Regions from separate parts of the Rattus norvegicus genome. Here region 1 is linked to region 2. Evidence: chromatin contacts called from public Hi-C data. All regions are on one chromosome and are shown on one strand. Each heading gives the region's core, a stretch centred on a gene start, on an enhancer-like site or on the middle of the called end of the contact. The rest is flanking DNA. Distances are from core to core; before and after follow the strand shown.

Region 1 (6,290 bases), core at 311-2,810, 63 kb before region 2:
TATATGAACAACCACAAGAAAGATAACTTGTAGGAGGGAGTCATCTAGCTTTGGAGGCATGGTAACAGTTTAAGGGATGGATCTGTTTGCTCAAGGTCAGAGGCCATAAAAGTCCAATGTGAGGATAAAGGATCTAGGATGGGGTCTGAATGGGTTTCAAAAAAGTTTTGGAGGATTTAGCAACAATCCCTACATGAGGGATAAGGGAAAGGAATCACATCTGAGTTGCTAATGGAAGCCACAATAATACAAAAGCAAGTGGCATCACAATTCCTGGGAAGTGGGAAAATTATGGAATAGTTTTGGAGAAGAGCAGCTATCTGGGGCAGAAACACAGGATATCTGTGGAAGTGGAAAGAGGAGAAGGAACTAAAGGACTTATGCCTACTTTGGTTGAAAGTTAAGAAACCTACACCATTTCAAAAGAACAGTGCATTTCAAATCCTGGGGGAAATGGGGATTGGGTCTTGAGGTAGGTAACTTCCAAAGGCCCAGGGTCCTGTTCTGGAGACACTGGAGTGAAATTGAAATGGGGATAGCACTTAAAAATCTTCCCAGGAAAGGGGACAGGCTAAGTTGGGCTAATGTACTGACTTTAAAGATTTGGGGGCAGGGGGTGGGGTTGAGAAGGTAAGATGATTTCCAACGGAGACTCTGTAGTGTTTAAAGGGTAGGAGTGTATAGAAGAGTGTTGGCGACATCACTGGGAAAGCAGGGTAGAGAGCAGGAATGGAATCCATAGTGTTCGAGAAATAAAGAGTCTGGGGTTCCCAGACAGGAAAATGGGGCCTACCTGGAGGATGGGGAAAGAAAGTGGGACCAAGGAGTAACTGCACATCCAAAGGAGGTGGGAAGAGGAGTAAAGGGTCAAGATGAGAACTGCCAGACAGATCTTGTCTTTGGGAAGAGCCAGGCAGGGCTGAGAGAGAGTCGTCTGCCTGGGGAGCAGTTTTCACTAGAGAATGGATTTAAAGCAATTAAGTGACTTGTGGAGCAGTAAGTAAGATTTAGAGAAGGTAAGAACCAATTCGGGGAATCTGTGGGAGAAAGCCCACAGTAAGGGGAACTGGGCACCGTTCCTAAGAAAATGGGGCGACTGACTGGAAGGCTATGTCCAGGTTGGGGGGGGGGGGGGGGCTCCGGGCGAGGAGGAAACCCGGATGAGGGGGATGGGCCGGGCTGGAGGAAGGGGGCTAAAGGACGGAAGGAGGCCCGATTTCAAAGCTCGGGTGGCAGGGATGTCGAAGGGGGAACAGGGGAAACGAAGCGAGCCCCTGGGGGCTGGGGGCAAGCTGCTGGAAGGGGGGGGGGGGCGAAGGCCTCTGGAGCTGCGGAGGGAGGATGGGGGCGGGGAGCCTGCGCCGGGCCGTTACCTGTCCTGGGTGTTTATCATCCTCGGTGGCTCTGCTCAGGGTGGGAGGAGGCGGCGCGGGGAGTGGGTAGGTGGACGAGTGGGTGGGTGTGGGGTCGCGCGCGCGGGCCGGTCTCTGCGGGCTAAGTCCCTGTCAGGCCGCGGGCCGAGAGCCCTCCTCTTGCCTCAGCGAGCGCCTGCCTCCAACTGACCCTCCCCGGCCGCCGCCGCCGCGCAACCGCCCCGCCCCCAAGCGCCTCATCTGCATAGCCCCACCCAGCGCCGCTTGGTGTCCTGGGAAACTGGGGCCCACAACAAAGGGCAAAGCACCGCCCCGCCTTAGGCGCAGGCGTAGCAAGGGCAAGCTATCATCTTGGGAAGAGGGGCGGGAGCCCGGGGGAAAGCCAGGAAGGAGGTCTGGATGCCAGGGACTCAGGTTCGGATTGACCAAAGCCAGTCTTTATTTCTGCTTTTGTTCTTTCTTAATAATTTATGTATGTTTATTTTATATACACATTGGTGTTTTGCCAGAATGTATCTCTGTATGAGGATGTCAGATCCCCTGGAACAGGAGTTACAGTGTGAGCTGCCATGTAGGGGCTGGGAATTGAACCCAAGTCCTCTGGAAGAGCAGCCAGTGCTTTTATCCACTGAACCCTCTCCCCTCATTCATATCTGCTTTTTCTTTGTTTTTTGATACAGACTTTGTAGCTCAGACTAGCTTCAATCAAACTCGCTGTAAAATGACTGCCTTTACTTCCTACCTTTCCACCAAGTGCTGGGAATATGAGTGTGCCTTGCCACACTGGGCACTTGCTGCTCTTTGTGTATGGCCCGAAGAGTTATGTCATTAAACAAAACAAAATCTGAAATAGAAGAATTACTATTCACTATTAGTACCATTTCCAGTATGAATCTAATCCCACAGATCTTTTCCTTCAATTCATAATGCAGATTAATCAGTCAATGGACAGCAAGCACCTTTATTGCCCCAGCCATCTTGCTGGTCCCCCACTGTGGGTTGAAAATAACCATCTCTCCATTTTGGAGAAAATCTCAAGTCAGCCCCTCACAACAGTGACTGACCAAGCACACTGCCATGTGAAGCCAGCTTTGTAGGTCAAGATTATAGGCTCCTCACTAACTTACCGACAATTGTCTCCAGTCAGTCAATGCAAGCTACTTCAATGGACCATGCAAGGCACCTAGTGCACTGCCACTGTCTTGACTGGTCCTCTAATCACAGATTGGTGTCAAACCTGTGCATAGACTGCAATCAGTAGCCATTGTGTAAGCCTTTATCCTAGCACCAGAGGCAGGGACAGGTGGATCTCTGCAAATTAAACACCAGCTTGTGGTATGCAGTGCGTTCCAGTCTAGCCAATGCAACACAACGAGACCCTATCTCAGACGGGGGCAGGAGGGGGTGGTAGTGCGCTCTCAGACCACAGTGGTCACCTCAAATCATCCATTCATTTAGTCCAAGTTCAGTAAATAAACATGTACTCACTTATGTGCTTCTGGCATGGGCAGGAGTCCAGGAATATTCCACGATGGGCTGGGCAATATACCTACCTTGGATGTCACAATCTGGCCAGGGAGAGAGGCCATCACAATATGAGGTAAGTACTCCGTCTGAAGGACACTGCAGAGAAAGCAGCAAGTGGAAGAAACAACTTGAAACACTGTAATTTTTTACTTTGGTATTACTCCAAAATGCAGCGGTCACAGTGACCTCCATTGCAGCACAGTCCCAAATGATGGTACCCCTTGGGACCTAAGGATTCTATCACACACACAAGATTGTAGTTTTCAGATCATGGGGATAGGGAAATAGTACAGAAGCAAGAATGGGGCTTTCGAACTAAGTTTTTTTTTTTTTCTTTCAACAAAAGTTGAAGCGGTAAAAGAATAGCTGTGGTTGTTATCGGATACTCAGAACTCTCTGGCAGTGGCTCACCTTGCTGGGCATGGTGGTGCTTGCCATTAGTCTCAGCACCGGGGAGGCAGAGGCAGACAGATCTCTGAGTTGAGGTCAGCCTCTCTCGGTAGTTCCAAGACACGGGGAAACTCTCTCAAAGTCCCTTCCCCCAACAACAACAAAAACTTCAGCAGGGCAGGAATGGCATGAGCCCTTAATCCCAGCACTCAGGAAGCAGAGACAGGCAGTTCTCTGTGACTTCCAGACCGGCCTGGTCTACAGTGAGTTCCAGGACAGCCAGGGTTACACAGAGAAACCTTTCCTCAAAGGGGGCAAAATCCTCTATCTTGTCACCCTTAGCCATTCCTACCTATCCTTCCAAGTTGAAGTCAGGTTGTAACGGAACTGGACTATTAAACCTAGCTCCACCCACCTGCCCAACCCTCCTGCCCCAGAAGAGAGTGCCTCAGGCTGTGACAGACCATCTTGACCAAGTTACCCTGTGACCTAAAGAACACTTTCTGGTTAATCAGTTGACGATTACTAAGAGCACATTATGACAATGACGCCAACCATTTACTAAGCATTCTTGTGGGTTTGTGTGAGGTTGGATGGAATGTATGTGTATGTACACATGTATGTACACATGTATGTGTATATACACATTCACTTGTGTGCAGGTGCATCTGGGCTGTGTGTATGTATAAATGTCTGAGGCCAGAGGACAGCCTGAGGCTATACTCCTCAGGTGTCAGCTACTAGGTTGATGGAGTGAGTGACAGAGACCTAGAATTCACCAAGTAAGCTAGGCTGGCTGGATCCCCACCTTCCCCCACAAAACCCCTGGAATCCCCATCTTCCTAGACCTAGAACAAACCAGCACTCATTTTTGGGGGAGGGGTTAATTTTGGGGGGGTTGGGAAGGGGTTCATACTCAGGTCTGGATACGTGCAAGGCAAGCCCTGTACTAGCTAAGGTTCTGAAGCACTAATTTTTTTACAACTCTGTTTGTTTGTTTGTTTGTTTGTTTGTTTGTTTGAGACAGGGTTTCTCTGTGTCACCCTGGCTATCCTGGATCTCTCTCTCTCTGTGTAACCCAGGCTGGCCTCAAACTCAGAGATCTACCTACCTCTCTCTCCTGGAGTTCTGGGATCAAAGGCGTGCACCACCACCATCAGACCTTAATTTTTATTTTTTGGTAAAGAGAATTACTGTCAATGTTTATTGACTCATCTATAGCAAGAAACGTACTTGCTCGATTTCAAAGCTACCAGATGAAGTTAGATGCTGTATCCAGGGTTGTCTAGATCCCAGCAGGAGTCAGAAGCATGTGCCGCAGCCTGCAGTTTAGGAAGTGACCATCTTCCTGCGATTAGGCCAGCAAGTGAGAAATCACAAAGATGGGAGCCGCCTTCCTCCACCTACACTATCCTGCACAACTGCTCCTAGCTATTTAAATTTCCATTAACTTAAATAACATAGAGTTTGTGGTGTAACCCCACGGTAAAATGCTGGCCCTGGGTTGGATCCATCCCCAAACCAAAATACCTGATGGTGCAACATGAGAAGACAAAAGTAAACTGGTCTGCTTGCCAGCCCTGTGACTGAACTAGTCAGGTCTGAAGCCCTGTCTGACCTGTGTGAAAATCAAGTGAATTGGCACCCGAGCAAGTCTCAGCTTAGTGTCTAGGAGATACCTCACGAACATAAGGCAGCCCTTGTGTCCTCTAGAAAGAGGAGAGTAAGGATATTCAGGAACACAGAGTAGGCAGGAAAGGATCAGAGGGAGAATACATTCTTACAAAAGTGGACTTTGAAGAGGTTTTGCTCACTTTTGTATCCCTTCCAGCTGCTCTAACCAACCAAGGCCCAGGCTCCCAGCTCCACACCTGTGATCAGCTCCTTGATCAGGCCTTTTGGGATGAAAGCTCCAAGACTGAAAAATAAAAAGGAATTACTGTGTAATTAAATTCTTTGACTTTGAACTCCTGATCATCCTGCCTCCCAAGTGTGGGATTCAGGCATGCGCCTGGTTTCCACAGTACTGGAGATCAAACCCAGGGCTTCATGCATGTTAGGCTGTTTGCAGTCTAACAATAGAGTTACACACACCCAGCCCTAAAATCCATCTTTTTTTATTTTCTTCTAATATTTGTTTGTCTTGGTTTTTTGAGATAGTGTTTTTCTGTGTAATAGCCCTGGCTATCCTGAACTTGCTTTGTACACCAGGCCATCCTTTAACTCACCTAAATCCACCTGTCTCTGCCTCCTGAGTGCTGGGATTAAAAAGTGTGTGCCAATCCAGCAGGGTAAACTTTGAGGCTGGCTTTGAATCTATTAAGCAGCCATCAATGACCTTGATCAACCTGCCCCCACCTCTCAAGTGTGAGATGACGGGCGCACACCTTCACAGAAGCTATTTAATTTTCCAATGGGTTCTCACTCTGTAATCCAGGCTGGCCTAGACCCCTTGGGATCTATTTATTAATCCTCCTGCCTCAAACCAAGTACCACAATGAGAGGTGTGTGCCACACCAGTCATAAACCAGGCATTTCGAGGTTAGGGAACTGAACACTGAACCTGGGACTGACTGGGAGTCAGGGACGAGAGCAGAACGCTATTTTAGACCAAGTGGTGGTTCCCACCATCCTCCAGCACAAAGAGGCTGGAAGTGATGAGTTTACTGCCATGTGTCCCCGAGGGAGCACTTCCACTATCCCAGTGGGAGGACTTGCCAGGTCTAGAAGGGCATCCGACCTTGATATGGTGAGAAAGAGGGAAGGAAGACACTGTGGGCTACCACACCCCAGGGAAAAGACCAACGGAAGGAAGAGGAGGACTTGCTCCCCAGGGGAGGTCTCCTAGCAGAAATGAGGCCTGAACTGTGAGAACGCCCAGGAGCAGCAGGGCAGCCAGAGGTCAGAGTCCACGGCCTGCTGAAGACCTGGCCTGGCCTTGGGCTCTAGGCACTGTGCCCACTCTCTGATCTGCCACATTGTTCAGCAATTTCCTCCTCT
Region 2 (6,381 bases), core at 3,405-5,904:
AGAGAGAGAGAGAGAGAGGACTGAGGTCCATCCTCAGCAATGTGAAAGGAAAGGGGAGAGAGAGGGAGAGACAGTAGAAAACACCAGAAGGAATTTGAGGCCAGTCCCAATAGCCAAGGGTACACAGAGAAACCCTGACTCAAACAAACAAAAAGGCGTGAAAGACTTTTCCCCAGCCTTCTTTTTGTCCCCAGGACCAGAGTTGGGACTGAAGTTTATAGTCACATATGACAGTGTGTGATGGTGCATACCTTTTATCTCAGCACTTGGGAAGCTGAGGCAGGAGGATTGCAAGTTTGAGGCTGGTTTGTGCTATATAGTGAGACCCTATCTTCAAAAAAGCATAGCAGCTACAAAAAAATACACATATTTGTGTACATGTGTATATATACACATAATGACCTACAACCAGACCCGGCAACAGCTGGTTCTAACAAGTGTTGTCAAAACAACTCTTGGGCCTACAAGATGTCTCAATAGATAATAATACTTGTAGCCAGCCTGGGGACACAGTTGAATTTCCATACCTTCATGGTGCAAGCAGAGAACCCAGCTCCCACAAATTGTCCTCACACCTCCACATGCACGCTGTGGCACACACATTGCACGCTGTGGCATAGACATTTTGTTTTGTTTATCTTGAGACATGGCTTCTTTATTTAGCTCTGGCTGGTCAGCTTCCACAGCTGTCCTCAGACCTCCCGGTGCATGCTATGGCACACTAAAAACTTGTTTCATTTGTTTATTTGCTTTGAGACAAAGCCTCTCTATGTAGCCCTGGTTGTCTTGGAACTTACTGTGTAGAACACCAGACTGGTCTCAAACTTACCAAGAGCTGCCTGCCTCTACTCCCTGAGTATAGGATTAAAAGTACATTCTGACACCCAGAAAAAAAAAAATCAGAAAAGTTAAAACAGAAGACTCACAGTCAAAAAGTTAGGGCTTCTCATTTCATTCATTTTTTTTGTCCTGGGCGGGGGGGGGGTTGTTTTTTTTCAAGACAGGGTTTTCTGTGTAGCCCTGGCTATGTTGGAACTCACTCTGTAGACCAGGCTGACCTTGAACTCAGAGATCCACCTGCCCCTGCCTCCTAGGTGCTGGGGCTGAAGACATGTGCACCATGCTGGGCTTGAATTCATCTTGCTTTATGGACTTTTTGCTGTGATAAAATGGGATGGCCATGGGCTGGAGGGATGGCCCAGCGGTTAAGAGCACCGACTGCTCTTCCAGAGGTTCTGAGTTCAATTCCCAGCAACCATGAGGTGGCTCACAACCATCTGTAATGGGATCTGATGTCCTCTTCTGGTGTGTCTGAAGACAGCGACGGTGTACTTATATATAATAAATAAATCAATAAATTAAAAAAAACATAGGATGGTCCAAAAACAGTTTGGGGAGGAAAGGGTATTTCACTTTACACTCCCAGGCAATGGTTCATCACTGAGAAAGTGAGGACAGGAACCTGGAGGCAGGAACGGAAACTGAGGCCATAGTGGAACGCTGCTTACTAGCTTGTTCAGCTTTCTTTCTTTTCTTTTTTTAGAATTATTTATTTATTTTAAGTATATGAGTACACTGTAGCCTGTAGCTGTCCTCAGATACATCAGAAGAGGACATTGGATCTCATTACAGATGGTTGTGAGCCACCATGTGGTTGCTGGGAATTGAACTCAGAACCTCTGGAAGAGCAGTTGGTGCTCTTAACCGCTGAGCCATCTCTCCAGCCCTTGTTCAGCTTTCTTATTCAACCCAGGACCCCTTGCCTAGGCATGGTGCTACCCACAGTGGGCTGGACCCTCTCACAGCAATCACCAATCAAGAAAATGCCTCACAGATTTGACTACAAGCCAGTCTTAAGAAGGCACTTCTCTAAGATTCCCCGTTCCCAGATATGTCTAGGTTTGTGTCAACTTGACAAGAACCAGCTAGGACACATCTGTATAATTATCGCCATGAAGAGCTAGTTTCATAGGACTCTGAGAGCCACAAAACTACATGTCTGTTATGGCTACTACAGTCAGCCCTTGTAACTAGAGTAGGAGAGCAGCCATGTGTAATCAAAAAACAAGTGGGCATGACTGTGTCCCAGTAAAGCCTACCATCAGGCTGTGGGGTCAACATGTGTGTGACGCAGGAGTGTTCTGGGTATTAACTCCTTTGTTATGAGAGGCTGAATCTTAGACCCCGTTGAGACTCGGGTGCTATTTTTATCACGCTCCAGAACCCTGCACACCCAGAGATGGGGTCCATCTGGAGAATGGGGCGTTTGCTTGTTTGTTTTTGTTGTCTTTGAGACAGGAGGCAGGGCCTTCTATGTAGCCCTAGCTGTCCTGGAACCAAGCTGGCTTTGCACTCACAGGAATCTGCCTCCAGAGTGCTGAGATCAAAGGTATGTACCATCACACCCAGCTAGAAAACAAGGGTTAAAGGGCTGGAGAGAGGGCCCTGTGGTTAAGGCCGCCTATTTTTCTTGCAGAAGACCCAGGTTTAATTTCCAATACCTACATAGTGGCTCATAAACATCTGTAACTCCAGTCCCAGGGGGTCCAATACCCTCTCCTAGCCTCAGTAGACACTACATGCATATTGTGCCACAGACACACGCAAGCAAAAACGAAACCCTAAACACATAAAATGTAAAGGGGAAGAAAGAAACTGGTTTTAATGTCTGTATCTATGTTATTAAGAGGTATCTTATGGGCTGGAGAGATGGCTCAGAGGTTAAGAGCACTGTCTGCTCTTCCAGAGGTCCTGAGTTCAATTCCCAGCAACCACATGGTGGCTTACAACCATCTACAATTAACCTGATCTACAATCAGGTCTGGTGCCCTCTTCTGGCCTGTAGGCATACATGCAGGCAGAAAGCTGTGTGATATATACATAATAAATAAATAAATGTTTAAAAAAAAGGTATCTTACCATACTATAACTTTCTTTTTTTATTTTTATTCTTTTCTTTCTTTTTTTCGGAGCTGGGGACCAAACCCAGGGCCTTGCGCTTGCTAGACAAGCGCTCTACCACTGAGCCAAATCCCCAACCCCCTCTTTTTTTATTTTTTAACCCTGGCTAACATGGAGTTCCATATATAGACCTGGCTGGCCTTGAATTTATAGCAATCCTCTGGCCTCATCCTCCTAAGAAATGAGATTACAGGCATGTGGCACTATGTACAGACAGACAGACACACACACCTTTTAAAAATAGAATCTCATATAGCCCAGGCTGGTCTTGAACTCCCTAAGAAGTTATGGATGACCTTGAACTCCTGATTCTTTTGCCTCTACCTACCAAACGCTGGGGTACCAGGTGTGGGTACACCACAGTTTTCATGTGATCAGCTGGCTAGTTTCCATCACTGTGTGAGAGCAGCTAGTAGAATTTTCATTTAGATGCTGCTCATGTCTATAGTTTACATTTAATGTTTTCTTTTGTGTCATTTTTCTGTGTTTCAAGGCTGAGGTTGAATATGAGGCCTCACATGTTACACAGTGCTCTGCCCCTATGCTCCAATTTTTTTAAACTATAGAATATGAACAATCGTATACATATTCCTGCTTTTTAGTTCTCTCTCAATGAAGAGGGCTTGCTAGGCTGCCCCAGAGTGCCTCCTCCCCAGGCTGAGTTCTGGAAACTGTTTAGGCAACATGGTGAAACATTTATAGAATTTACATTCTTGTTTCCTACTGAGTAGTTGCTGTTTCTTCTTGTCTGGCTTTTAGTCTCTAGAGAATCCTGGTTTCTTAAATGCTCTAGGTGGAGATGGTATTTTATGTGTCTTATACAGGAATATAAGTTATCTAGACTGGAAGCAGAAGTACTTAGGTGTTTGTGGGTTTTATGGTCATTTTTGTTTGCTGTTTTGGTTGTTTTCAGAAATGGTTTTGCTGTATAGTTCAGGCTAGCCTTGAACTTGGAACTTTCCTGCCTTGGCCTCTGAGTGCTGTGATGGATTATAGATGTGTGCCACTATGTCTGACTGTGATCGTTTTTTCGATTTGCTCAACTGGCATTTATTAGGAGGGAGTTTGCCATACAACCACTTTACACTGACTGGTCCTAAAGTTCTGCAGACATCCAAAGCTTATCCTATTAGTGCTTTATATAAAACCTTCCCTGGGCTGGACAGATGGCTCAGCCAATAAGAGCACTGACTGCTGAGTTCAATTCCCAGCAACCACATGGTGGCTCACAACCATCTGTAATGGGATCTGATGCCTGATTCTGTGACGGAAGAGAGTGACAGTGTATTCACATACATAAATAAATAAGCCTTTAAAAATAAATAAACAAACCCTTTCCTCTGTCTAGAATGTTCTTCATAGCCATCTACCCCTTTCTCAGCTCAAAAGAGGCCTTCTTAGGCAATTCTAGAGTACTGAATTTCTCGGTCTATTTCTAATACATTTCTGCTTTGTTTTACTGTTATTACTACTGGGTTTTGGGGGGGGTTGTTTGTTTGTTTGTTTGTTTTTAAAGCCCGAGGTAGTCTCAAACTTGCAAACTGCCCAGGCCCGGAACTTACTTGTAACCCTTGAACCTCCTACCTCACCTCCTGATTACTGGGATTACAAGTGTGCACCGGCATACCCAGCTGCTGAATATTTAATTTATTAATACTAAGACAAGTGAGTAAGTGCATGAAAGAACGAGTCTGAATTCTTCCCGGTGCTTGTCACACAGGGGACAGTCAGACTGGGGATGCTTGGCCCATACGAGCTGGCCTCTAGGCTCTCACCACATTTGACTCTCCTTCAGCCATGCTGTCTCTAGTGATAACAGCAGACCCCTGCATACTCCTGAGGAGGTCTGACAGGTGAGGCTGACAAGTTCCAGACCCAAGCCTTGGGCCTCACATAGTCCCACAGAACCGGATGCTGGGCAGAAGCCAGAGCTAAGCTTCCATGATGTCACTGCCTTCAAGAGACTGCCTGGCACTCCTGAGAAAGAGTCTCAGCCAGACATACTGGTGCAGGCTTCTAACCCAGTCCTGGAGAGGCAGAGCAGGAGAATCCCTGAAAAGTTGATGCCAGTTTATTCTACATAGGGAGCTCGAGACAGCCAGGCTCTGTAGTGAAGTGAGGCCCTCACAAAGCAAATGAAAGAAAGACGCATGCAGCCATCGTTCTGTGTTCTAGATCCAAATCCATCTGTGACCCTTGACAACTCTTAGAGTAGACCAGCCCTGAGTTCATTCTTCAGGCCCAAAAGAACAAAACGACTATTAGAATATAAGCAGAACAAGTTTGAAGTTCTTTGATAAAATGGAAAAGTGTTACTTTTAAAACATTTTGTTTGTACAGTTCTCACTGAATTGGAGAGGAAATGTCTATCTCAATCAAACCCCTAAATTTGACAGAGGAGGAAACAGATCTCTATAAGACGTAGACTGTTTTAGTACCATGTTTGAGATTTTGTAGGGTTTTTTTTTTTTTTTTAAGATTTATTGGGGCTGGGGATTTAGCTCAGTGGTAGAGCGCTTACCTAGGAAGCACAAGGCCCTGGGTTCGGTCCCCAGCTCCGAAAAAAAGAACCAAAAAAAAAAAAAAAGGTTTATTTACTTCATCTGTGTGAGCACACTGTCACTGTCTTCAGACACACCAGAAGAGGGCATTGGATCCCATTACAGATGGTTGTGAGCCACCATGTGGTTGCTGGGGAATTGAACTCAGGACCTCTGGAAGAGCAGTCAGTGCTCTTAACCACTGAGCCATCCCTCCAGCCTGAGACTTTGTTTTTAACCTTATCATCTGACCACCTCTAGCTAACCACCTCCAAGTCTGACTTCCCAACACTCCTCCACCCCAACAGTTGTCCAGATCAGTAGTAGAGTGTTTGCCTAGCATGGGCTAACACCCTGGGTTCAATCTGTAATATTGCAAAACACCCCAAGAACTATGGCTACTAATTTCTGCTTTTCTATGATGACATTTTTTGTTTATTTACATGGCAGGAGGGCACATGTGTGCCGTAAGTCTAAGTGACTTGTGTCCCATGTTTATTTACATGGTGGAGGTCAGGATAGTGTCACCTTCCACTGCCAAGGCTGCGTCTCAGGGCCTCTCTTGTTTCTGTTGCTGTTCTGTGTGCTTCAGGCTATTTGGCCTATGACCTTTGAGATAGTTCTGTCTCTACCTCCCAACTCACATAGGAATTCTGGGATTATACCACATCAGTGTGTTGTAAGGATGTGCTTTTCCTTGCTAAGCCAACTCCCCAGACCCCTGTTTTGTTTTTTTGGTATGTGGTTTCACTGTGTTGCCCAGGCTGGGCTCAACTCTCCTTCCACTTAAGCCTGTCCAGTAGCTGGAACTACAGGCTACACCACTGTACCCAGTCTTAGCATTTTGTGTGTGCATTGATGAGGTGCCAGGCTTTGAGCC

Evidence for each region. A called contact is a pair of places that touch in the nucleus more often than the background predicts.
Region 1: a contact with region 2 is called in a Hi-C map of the A7r5 cell line, with 2.3 times the contacts expected there. The contact joins the promoter of Oaz2 here to the enhancer-like site in region 2. A contact is called at or near these places in 10 of 12 Hi-C or Micro-C datasets (the A7r5 cell line, Schwann cells, frontal cortex and 5 more) and 1 of 1 datasets of contacts at active chromatin or transcription factors (oligodendrocytes).

The regions. Positions count from the first base shown.
Region 1 is chr8:75,090,087-75,096,376 of GRCr8, reverse strand. It overlaps Oaz2 (ornithine decarboxylase antizyme 2), which reads right to left and starts at 1,560. Exons shown (of 5, transcript NM_001109899.2): 1 at 1,374-1,560. The coding sequence starts at 1,393. It overlaps LOC103693122 (a long non-coding RNA gene), which reads left to right and starts at 1,380. Exons shown (of 3, transcript XR_593982.4): 1 at 1,380-1,787; 2 at 2,885-2,973; 3 at 5,122-5,242.
Region 2 is chr8:75,030,449-75,036,829 of GRCr8, reverse strand. No RefSeq gene overlaps it. Among named protein-coding and RNA genes, the nearest start is that of Rbpms2, 15 kb to the left of the region's middle. Within about 2 kb of position 4,654, at least 7 of the 93 cell types and tissues checked have an H3K27ac peak or open chromatin away from gene starts, as enhancers often do. A contact at or near this core is called in the A7r5 cell line and liver, where this site is marked.